Linked DNA regions of Mus musculus: all the other regions are linked to region 1. Evidence: chromatin contacts called from public promoter capture Hi-C data. All regions are on one chromosome and are shown on one strand. The core of a region is the stretch at or near the end of the contact, and the rest is flanking DNA. Distances in the headings are between cores, read along the strand shown. Region 1 has its middle 9.5 kb from the start of Pgm5. Region 2 overlaps Pip5k1b (phosphatidylinositol-4-phosphate 5-kinase, type 1 beta). Region 3 overlaps Pip5k1b (phosphatidylinositol-4-phosphate 5-kinase, type 1 beta). Region 4 has its middle 28 kb from the start of Gm50341.

What was found. Promoter capture Hi-C pulls out the DNA fragments that hold promoters and counts their contacts.
Region 2: a contact with region 1 is called in a promoter capture Hi-C map of hippocampal neurons, with 4 times the contacts expected there. A contact is called at or near these places in 5 of 39 promoter capture datasets (the 3T3-L1 cell line, embryonic stem cells, hippocampal neurons and 2 more), 2 of 484 Hi-C or Micro-C datasets (embryonic stem cells and nephron progenitors) and 3 of 130 datasets of targeted methods (astrocytes, embryonic stem cells and large pre-B cells).
Region 3: a contact with region 1 is called in a promoter capture Hi-C map of hippocampal neurons, with 4 times the contacts expected there. A contact is called at or near these places in 4 of 39 promoter capture datasets (embryonic stem cells, hippocampal neurons, liver and 1 more), 1 of 484 Hi-C or Micro-C datasets (bone marrow-derived macrophages), 6 of 130 datasets of targeted methods (astrocytes, bone marrow-derived macrophages, cardiomyocytes and 3 more) and 1 of 9 other capture datasets (adipose tissue).
Region 4: a promoter capture Hi-C map of hippocampal neurons shows a contact between it and region 1, with 4 times the contacts expected there. A contact is called at or near these places in 3 of 39 promoter capture datasets (the 3T3-L1 cell line, embryonic stem cells and hippocampal neurons), 3 of 484 Hi-C or Micro-C datasets (the G1E-ER4 cell line, bone marrow-derived macrophages and erythroblasts), 6 of 130 datasets of targeted methods (the NIH/3T3 cell line, bone marrow-derived macrophages, embryonic basal ganglia and 3 more) and 3 of 9 other capture datasets (adipose tissue, liver and pancreatic islet).

The regions. Positions count from the first base shown.
Region 1 is chr19:24,870,041-24,872,672 of GRCm38.p6, forward strand. No RefSeq gene overlaps it. Among named protein-coding and RNA genes, the nearest start is that of Pgm5, 9.5 kb to the left of the region's middle.
Region 2 is chr19:24,386,045-24,388,676 of GRCm38.p6, forward strand. All of the region lies in intron 5 of Pip5k1b (phosphatidylinositol-4-phosphate 5-kinase, type 1 beta), which reads right to left. Among named protein-coding and RNA genes, the nearest start is that of Pip5k1bos, 29 kb to the right of the region's middle.
Region 3 is chr19:24,452,400-24,455,031 of GRCm38.p6, forward strand. All of the region lies in intron 1 of Pip5k1b (phosphatidylinositol-4-phosphate 5-kinase, type 1 beta), which reads right to left. Among named protein-coding and RNA genes, the nearest start is that of Fam122a, 24 kb to the right of the region's middle.
Region 4 is chr19:24,583,317-24,585,948 of GRCm38.p6, forward strand. No RefSeq gene overlaps it. Among named protein-coding and RNA genes, the nearest start is that of Gm50341, 28 kb to the left of the region's middle.

The DNA.
Region 1 (2,632 bases), core at 96-2,595:
TCTGAGGCACCAGGTCTTCCCGGAAGCAAGCACTTCATGCTCCCACAGTTCAATGTGCAACCCACAGATTGCTTGCCGAGGAATGGAAGCCTTCAGGGAGAGCGACGTTCCACCAGCCTCTGATTTAGCGTTCTCTGAAACAGCTGCAAATATCTTCCTCTTCTCTGGGGTTAAAAAAAAATGGACTCTAATTGCTGAATCTCCTGATTTAAACGGCTAATTCATCTCACCAAACGTGTGTTGGAAGGAAACTGAGCGCACCAGGCCCCTTCCAGATCATTCCACACAAGAGATATTGCATCTTATTCTGAAAAGATAATGGGTCAAATATGCTCTCAGTAGGTGCCAAATCAGTACAACCCCATTACTAGTGCCATGGGATGCTGGCCGCTGGCACCAGGGGTGGGTGAAGCAAGTTTGTCAGTTACATTGTCCCCTTAGCTTGATCTTCTATGAAAGACAATTAACAACAAGCCCAAAGTTGCCTACTGCTTTGAAATAAACAGTGCAAAAGTAAAAAGCTAACACTTGGGTCAGTTTTGTGTTGTCCTGTTTGAGACTGGGTGTCACTATAGCTTAGGCTATCAATTCTGTTTTAGCTTTCCAAGGGCTACAACAGCCAACACCTGCCACCATGCCGGGCAGGAATCACAATGTCAAGAGTGAAGTCCCCAAGCAGTGAGCTCCTGAGAAATGCTGTACTTCCATTGCCAACCCCACCCAGAGCCAGAGTCCCAAAGTTCAACTGTCCTTTAATACTCTAGAATCAAAAGATGGTTGTTAATAGTAAATAAATAAATAAACGGGGGAGGGGAGCTTTCAAGGGGCTTCCAACTTTAGGAGGAAGTCCATAAGAAGAGAAGATAAATCAACTTTCTGACTGTAAAAGAAAATATGAACAACTGCATGGAACTGTGCAAGCACACACACACACACACACACACACACACACACATTTAAAAAGCAGTCTATGGTTATTGTGCATGGAACAGCCCACAATGACCTCTCCCGATAACTCCCCACAGCAAATTCTCCTTTTTCTGTTTTCCTGCACAGTTTCAGGCTACTTCTTCAAGCTTATTTTATATGGCAACGATCAGTCCACATTCTGTGACTTGCAGATCTCCTCGCATCACCCCACCCCATCCCACTTTACCATCCATCCACTTATGTTTTTAAAGGCTGCCACCGCTGCCCGGCGACTCAGACAGAGCAACGACAGAGCAGGCAGCAGTACGTCATTCAGAAGTCTTTATTTTTATTGCAACAGAGAGATGTCTCGGGCTTGCAATGCAGAAAGAGCACCGGCTGGCTGTACTCCGTGCAAAGAGAGCATCCTGTGAAAGGGAAAGTGGGGTTTTATCAACAACGGGGGTCAATCTCCTCTTCTGAATGTGGTCCCAAGTACTGAGGCACCAGTGGAGAAAATGGTCAAACAGCGCCACCTAAAGGAGGAGCCAAGAAATGCAGCAGACGCGTGTCCGCGAAGATCTGCAGATCTTCCTGTGACAACAGTGACAGGAAGGCTGTATGATTGGTTTGTCATCACTTGAGAGAAACACGGATTCTAGGATATATTAAGGAGGAAATATTAGACCAGGCTCTACTAAACAATGGGGAGAAACCCTGTGTAGAGAAAAGTTTGTTTGTTTGTTTGTTCCATTCAAGGTTCCTGACATCTGAAATGATAGCCTAGGGAATCCTGCCTTATATCTGGAGCAAGAAATGAAGCATTGCTTCTTTGCAATCAAGGCACCCCACAAAACTCAAAACAAGCCCAGACTTTAGGAGCTGCCTTTTTGATTCATAACTAGTTTATTTTCAGAGTCTTCTGATTAAAAGGGACATATTACAAAGAAACTTTGCCCTTAAAGGCACACATGACTACTGCAGAATCTTTCCCACAGGGAGCAGCACTGACCTCTGGCCTCCCCATCTTCTCTTTGTTCTCCCTCTCCCTCTCCCTCTCCCTCTCCCTCTCCCTCTCCCTCTCCCTCTCCCTCTCTCCCCCTCCACCTCCACCTCTACCTCCACCTCCCCCTCCCTCTCCCCTTTAAGGTTAACATAAAACAGATCTCCACCCTCTCTGCAGATGGCAGCCTTGCCCAGGAGCGGTTCCTTTAAGCCACCTGTCCGTCCCAGGCCCTGACTCTAAGCCAGCCAAAGTGGGGAAGATTCAGTCACTATCGCCTTTCAACTCCTGGACCCCACAGTTAACAATAGAAATATTAGTCCTTTGCTATATGAAAGGCAGAAGTTTAAGTCCTTCCTTTAATGGGATCCTTGTTGAAATGCAACTGCGACTGACTCTGGCTTCGATTTGCCTTGGAGGAGCTTTTTTCATAACTCAAATCAAAGAGAAGAACGTGCATTCTTGCTAAATTCCAATACGTTTTATTGTTCATTTTGTGTCATGAATAGTGGTCTTGGGATTCAGAGCCTAGCTACACTGCCAGTGGCCCTACACCCTTCCCACCTGTGTCTACCAGACAGCCTGTGTCTGTCAGCTCTTCAGACATCACTAGTTGTCTAAGGTAACCAACATGACAGAATGCTTATTTTGGTTCACAGGGCTAGAAGTTTTACCCATGTTCTCTTGGCCTTATTGCTTTGGTCTAGTGATAAGCCAGCC
Region 2 (2,632 bases), core at 42-2,541, 480 kb before region 1:
ATAAATAACCATATAAATTATTAGTACACAATGATGTGCAGCCTTCAGTGCACACTTTCTCAGGCAAGGAAGAACTATCTCTACCCAGCAAGTACTGTGTGCACTTTAGAGTCCCTCCCGTGAGATGTTATCTCTAATGCAATGAGGACATCCCGACAGAAGCAAGAAAAAGGTTCAGTCTATTGTTTGTTCATGAATGTAAAACCCAATGCAGATCCCAGGCTCTCATAAAAAAATTAAGTCAGACCCAAGACTCTCTACTTTCTGACTTTATCCACAGCAACTCAATTGCCCGCAGAATCTTCCCATGAGTAGAGTTGAAAATTATGAGAGTACAAAATAACGGAACAGAAAGGTCAAGCAGGTGAATCATGGGGCGATTTAATCTGTCTAGAAGCATGTACATGACCTGAACAAGCTCAACTCAAACAAAATCCTAGCGTAGACCAGGGAGAGGGGCAGGAACCCCACCACTAGCTAAGAAGCTATTGGCATGTGATGGGACTGGGAGAGGGACATTCCGTTTTCTTTAATGATGTGACTCCTGGTTGGTCGGTCAACCACACTACAGGGCAGAGTCCACTTCAAAGAGCAGTTGGGCAGTACAAACTAAACTCAATGGGGGGGACGGACCAGGACTCAAATTGGGTGACTAGGAAGGGGAGGGTGGTACTTATGGGAGGAGTTGGGGGAGGGAGTGTATATATTTCTATTACATTGTATGAAATCCACAATAAAAATATCGTTTAAATCAAAAGAGAGAAAAATCTGTCTGGAAAATCCTAGATTCAGACTTAAATATCTCTCCCAATAATGTCTCAAAATTCTCTATTAGCACTGACCTATTCTGGGGATGGCTCGATCAGTTATGTGTCCAGTCCTCGTTCAGTATATAATTTACAAAAGACAATCAAAGTATTTGGCCTGTTTTGGTAACATTTTTGAATTAACGTTCTGGAGGACACACTTATCACTGTGTAAGTGACTGAGATTATGATATTAAGACAGGAATATGATTTCCACTCTGGAATCCGAGAACTTCATTACCACGTTCTTGGCAACTTCTCAAGGCTGATTTGAAGGACAAACAAAAAAGAATTGAATCAACTCTCCATGTGCGCCCCTGAGCTCTCGAAAGCTGCTTAAATGCATGCATCTTCTCATTTCGATCATCTGCAAGCCCTCCTTGCTATTCCCACCGGAAAGAAAGCATATCCCGACGGGGCTCTGCCAGTGCACACTAACAATGTAGACTTACACCACGTGGTGCAGATGAACTCCGCTACTATTTCCCGGATGGCGCACAACACCCACACTGCTCTCGCTCTTACTGCTGTAGATGAGCCTAAAAATTCCTTTGAGTAACTCCTATGAGGTCCACTGGGTTTGTGAATACCTGGCAGAGCAAACAGCTCGTGGCTGCAGAGATGAACATGCCTGGGGCCTCTCGGGTAGAGGCCGCTTGTTTAGGAACAAATACGGAACACTTCACAGTGCTACACACTTGGGAAGCCCTTCACCCCACCGCCTCCCTGTCCAAGTTATACATGCTCAGACCTGAAATGTGTAATCGGCAAGCATATGGCCAATTTTAATGATACTGAGAACATAGACACGAGAATCCTGGCAGAAATCCAGACATCACAGTACAAAATTAACAGGGATGCAGCTTCAAATCTATCTATGCAGCTGGTAATCACTCATTAATGGTCTCTTCTCTCTCTTCCCCTACTTACGGCCATCTATCCTCACAGTGTGGGTTTCAACAGGCCCCACTTGACAGATGCCAGGACTTGGTGATTTGTGTCACAGCCTCTGTTTCTTTACAGAGACCTTTTTTGAGACATGCCCATTCGTCTTCTGTATTTTATTTGAGCTTAGCTGCTCCAAGATGTAACTCATGAGATGGATCGGACTTCTTAAGGCTATGTTCTTCACAATGGACAATCACCATGGGATGGGTGCAGAGTGGCTACCTGGAGAGCAAGCCTGATGTCTGTGACTTGGTGGGTGAGAGGCGTGAGAGTAGTGGAGAGGGTCGTCAGAACATCTGGAGACCCAGTAGGCAGATGAAGATCTTTTCGTTGGTTTAGTCTGCAAAGCTCCTTTGTAAGTTCTACTCTGTGAAGAATGTGTCTTTTGGGCCTAAGGAACCACTAAGGAAATTTGAGGGAATGGTATGAGAACTTGTTCTGAAAAGAACTTTCCTCAAGAAAGCAACTGTGTGTGATCAGAAATGACCAGAGTGAGCTTGCTGGGCTGTGAAGCAATGGACACAGCAGGACCAAGATATGCAGCCATCTTGTCCCATCATACCCAGTCCTGTGACAGATACTTGTATTAGCAGTGCTGGGAACTGTTGTGATATCTCTTTGGCTGATGAGAAGTTTAACGATATCTAGAAGGAAAAGCCGTTAGCTTTTAAGTGTGTGCCACAAGGGAGGAGGGCGATCTTGCCCTTGGCATCATGAAGCCCCACTGCGTTCTCCTGAGGGATAGCAACCCTTGATGAAACCCAACAATCTTCCCTCCACCTCCAGAACAGGCCCATGTGCTTGTGTAGGGAGTGATGGGGACAGGCACCAGTATTTCAGAGGGACAGGGTGGTAAAAAGAGCCGCAGTAGCCAGAAT
Region 3 (2,632 bases), core at 67-2,566, 420 kb before region 1:
ATTTTTTATTTTAATCATTCTCTTTTCGTGTTCATTATGAAAACAACAAATAATCCCATTCTTTCAATAAACGTTTAATGAGTATCACATGTCAGGTAGTGAGCCTGGCTCTGGGGCCATAAGGACAAAGACAGGGCCTAATTCACTAGGAAATCACCACAGTGGGATGGAAGGAGAGAGGGAGGGAGGGAGAGAGGAATGCAGACAGCTCAGACACAGTGAGCCATGAGCTCTGCTCTGGATTTTTGCAGGAGGAACTGGGTCAGTCCAGTCTAGGGGGGGGGGTGTCACAGAACGTTCCATTTGCTTATCTGAGGAGCACAGACATTGAACAAAGGCGGTTTGCAGAGGACAAGATGAGAGCAGCTATGTGGGCAAGTACATAGTCTAGCTGGAAAGGGAGTACTTCCATAATCTGCCCCATGTGTTTGAGGAGAGGCACAGCAGCCCTCAATGGGGCTTTTGGGAACAAACAACAATAACAAAGATGCAGAAAAGCAGGGAAAAAAAGATTTAAAACTCCAATGGGTCACTCTCGAAGGCTTAAAGATTAGCAACAAAAACCACACTCAACTGAAAACAACCCTTGACATAATTTCTAAAGCTAGAACTGTCTACACTTTTCAGACTAGAAGAAAAAAAATAAAGCGTCTTGTTATATTCAGAAATCACATTCTTAGATTTTTTAAGTGAATAATAAAAAAGAGAGAGAATAATATCTGCATACACTTTTAAAGAAGTATGGAAAATCTGCATGCTATACATCTGCACAATGGAGCCCACATATACATACATATGTTCAAACATATGGTATGTAACATGTTTATATGAGAAGTTGTAAAAATAGAACCACAGGGTTTAATACTCAACGTAAAGCTCTCCTACATTATGGAGAAAGATAATTTAAAAGAAGCTTTGGTCTGTATTTCTAATATTTATATAACCGAGCCACTGCCAAAACCAATTCCAAACGGCAGCACCTGCTCTCTTTGAATCCAAATGAAGATCAATCAAAACAAATTGCAGGCTCTTCTATTCTCTCATAAAACACATTCATCAGCCCGCAGAATAGCTCTCACAAAGTGAACAAACAGGATGGCTTTAAATGGTGATAACAAAAGGCTCGGCATAAAACGAACCACTTGTAATTCATTTTCCCAACAAAGGTTATGCCGAAAGAATTCATAAGCCCTTTCAAAGCCGTTTCACCACAAGCAACCGACAGAAGAAACTTGCTGGCACAAACAGCTACGAGTCATGTGCTGTCCTCTGACCAGCATCGCGCTCGGTCTCTCATGGAAACACCACCACAGCCGGATATTCCCCAACCTCGCTTTTAAATCCTAAATACACAAAGACCTAATGTGTTTGTGCGCACTTGGCTGGCATGCCAGATGGAGGAAGAAAAGTCAGGAGAGTAAATACATATAAAGCCATGGCATGTAGGAAAGGCATATATTAACATTAAAATATCTTTAAAAAATATCTTCCCAGTCCCCCCTGGGGGATAATCACAACAAACCTCAAATGGTGACTCCTCCCATATAATTCTTCTATGTTCTCGCATTCACTTCTTATATGACATTTGACCAATGACTGATTTCAAAGTATCAAATCTTTATAGTATGGTGTATCTTCTCATTTCTTTGCCTTCTACACTTTGCTTTTGATGCCCCCTTAAGTGTCCATGCCCCAGAAATTGCTCAAGGACAAACCACAGGCATATAAAGTCAGTTATAAGCAGAAGACAAATGTTTGGTCTTAGAGTTAAATAACCAGGTCTTCTGCCTGGCTCTGCTCCTGATGCAGTCTACAAAGTACTTATAGGATGGGTTTGTCTTCTATTGAGAAAGGCAAAGCAGCATAGCCTCCCACAGGCCAGAAGATTACGATAAAAGATAGTTAGTTGGTCCATGACCCCAAAGAATTTCTAATGAACCAGTTGTCAGAGCCTCTGCCTGGTGGGAAGTCTGAAAGAACACAGTGGGGGAGTTGGAAAGACATTTGCGGGAGAGGATGAAAAATGTAGTTATGGGAAGGGAAACAATATGCAGGAGGGAAATGTTGAACTGGGAAATTTTTAGTGTTTTCCTATGACTCGGGGCTAATAATAAACTTGACTGTTATCTTAGTTGAGGTTTTTATTGCTGTGATAAAACTACAAGACCAAAAGTAAATTGGGAGAGAAAAAAGGCTTATTTTCATCCTATTGGGTCATAGTCCATCACTAGGGGAAGTCAGGGCAGGACCCCAGGCAGGGCAGGAACCTGGAGGCAGGGACTGTAGTGCAGACCATGGAGGAGTACTGCTTACTGCCTTGCTCAGTTTGCTTTCTTATATTATCAGGGAGCACCTGCCTAGGGGTGGCCCCATCCACAACAGGCTACGCCTCCAACATCAATCAGTAATCAAGAGAATGGGCCAATTTGGTGGGAGCCTATGGGCCAATTTGGTGGGAGCCTATCCTTTTTCTTCTTTCTTTTTCAAGATTTATTTATTTTTATGAGTACAGTGTGGCTGTCTTCACACACAAAAGAGTGGGCATCAGATCCCATTATAGATGGTTGTGAGCCACCATGTGGTTGCTGGGAATTGAACTCAGGACCTCTGCTCTGAAGAGCAGTCGGTGCTC
Region 4 (2,632 bases), core at 60-2,559, 290 kb before region 1:
AAAGATGAATTTAGCTCACAAGTTCAAGGATTTTAATCCATGAGCCTTGGCTAGGTCGGGTCCATATCAGGCAGAACATGAAGGTGGTAGAATCGAATGGAAGAGGAAGCTGTCTCCTTATGGTGTCCAGAAAGCATGGAAAGGGGAGGGGATAGGGCCAGGTATAACCTGAAAAAACACCCCCACACATACAGGAGACCCTTTTTGCAGTTAGGCCATACATCCTAGGCATTCTAGAACCCCCTCAAAATGTTCTCCCAAGCTGGAGACCAACCATTAACCCTCTGAGCTTTGGGGAGAGCATTCCCTGTGCAAATCATAAGAAGAAGGAGAAACCAAGGGTTGCTAAGGAAGGAGACACAGAGTGTGAGCCAAGCCACTCAGCAGGAGGGATCAACAGAGCTGGGAAGCTGCTGGGGGCAGAAGTTAAACCAGCAGCATTTAGTCTACCGCAAGCATGGGCCTTAAGCATGGGCAGCTTTGAGACTTCTGCGATGATGGCTCCCTCTTGCTTCTGTGTATAACCCAATAAATCCCTTTCCCAAAGTGAACAGCCAATGTAAAGACACCAACGCTGCCTTGGCCAGGAAAACCTGCACTGCTCCTAAGCCTCCCAGGTCCTTCTTTATGTGCATTCAGGATCTACGTTTCTAAATGAAGAAGGAAAGAGTGAAGCTCCGGTGTTTGTTTTAATCTTAGAGAAGTGAGGTTGCAGTTAGAGAATTCGGCGTGATGAAGCATCCCCCCGCCCCCCACCACTTTGCAGAGAATTTGTTCTATGAACCTTGGAACAGAATGGAACTATGTCACTGCTCCTGCTCACAGCAAATACAGATTTAGAATAGTTTGTGTGTATTTAGTCTCCCTGCTGGAGGAGCTGTTAGAACATTACATTCTATTCTGGTTCCCTCCTGTGAGTGCCAGCTATGTTGCTGGGGTAGGAAGCGGTTTTACATTGTGTTCTGAAGACATCCACTTCACGGAGCTATTTTTCTTTTTTTTTTCCTGAAAAGGAAAGATGATAGCCTGAAAATACCCGACAGGCAACAATGGACCTCACCATCATTTTTAACCTTCGTTCATTTGTCCACATAAGTCCCAGGGGGAGCCAAACGAGGAGGGGGGAAAGCGAGTTAGAAAATGAGGCTCTATCAATCGTGCCTTTCGTTCCCTTCCATGGAGCACCATCTGAATTTCCAGCCCTGTTACCCTCAGTAGCATCCTGTTTGCACTTCAGGGCTCCATGCCTATGCTACTTCATCTCTGAGCTTCAGCACCCACTGATCTGTTGGTTGACGTGTAAAGCTTGGGTCCTCTTTGAGTTGGTGGCTTTGAGCCTTTTCAATGGTTTCTCAGTAGTCCTAGGGTGTACCACATCTATGGAGACAACCTGTTTCCATCCAGGAGCTAAGAATATAGAGCAGAGAGAGGTGATCTCTAGCCTGTGGGCCAACTCTAACTTCCTGATGACTATTTTTGTAAGTGGATATAAAACAGGTTTGGTTCTATTAATTAGTAGAATAAGCCACACCTATCTTTTTTTCATGTCTAAGGCTGTTCTTATGCATCTAAGGTTTTATACAACCTAAATGATGAACTTTCTGCTTTTTATTTTATTTTATTTTATTTTGGTTTTTCAAGACAGGGTTTCTCTGTATAGCCCTGGCTGTCCTGGAACTCACCATTTGTAGATCAGGCTGGCCTCGAACTCAGAAATCCGCCTGCCTCTGCCTCCCAAGTGCTGGGATTAAAGGCATGCACCACCATGCCCGGCATGATGAACTTTCTGCTTTTGAAAGTAAGTTTGCTGAACATGACCTAGAGGGGCGTGATGCTCATGCTCCCAAACAGCTTCTGATGCACTGAAGACACTCGGAAAAGTCTTACTGAAGGAGATGAACTGACTTCCCCCAAGTACTTATTCCACATGAAGGTATAAATCTGGAGAGAGACAGAGTTCGGGAGATGGTTCAGTTGGCAAACACCTGTCACACAGCTGTGGGGATCTGAATTTGGAGCCCAGCACCTGTGTGAAAGGGCAGGTGTGGCAGCATGCATCCTCAACCCCAGCGCTACGAGAGGCAAGGGGGAATGGTAGAGACAGGTAGATCTTTGGAAACTCATTAGCCAGCTAGCCCACTCAATGAAGGAGTCTTGTGTTTACCCAGAGACTATTTTACATAAAGTAAGATGGCACTGATCAAGGTTAGAGACTTAGTGCTGCTCTTTGGCTTTCACACATGCAACGCACACACACAGAGGAGGGGAGGAGATGATGATGACGATGATGATAGTGGTGGTGGTGATGGTGAAGAAGAGGAAGAGGAAAAAGACGAAGAGGAGGAAGAGGAGGAGGAGGAAGAAGAGAATAAAATCTGAATATATTCTGGATAGGCTGTTTAGGATTAAGATACAGATAGACAAGAGATGGGAAAGAACTGGGATAAAAAGAGATGTTTTAGTTGACTATTTATTACTAAGTAGTACATTACTTCCTGATGCTAAAATTCCCTCCCCAGGTGAGATATGAACATTGTCTACCCTCTTCTATTAGATCCCAGCCCTAAATCCAAGCATGATCCCATCACAGTTCACCCTGGGAAGCCTCTGATTTTATTGAGCTTGCTTACAG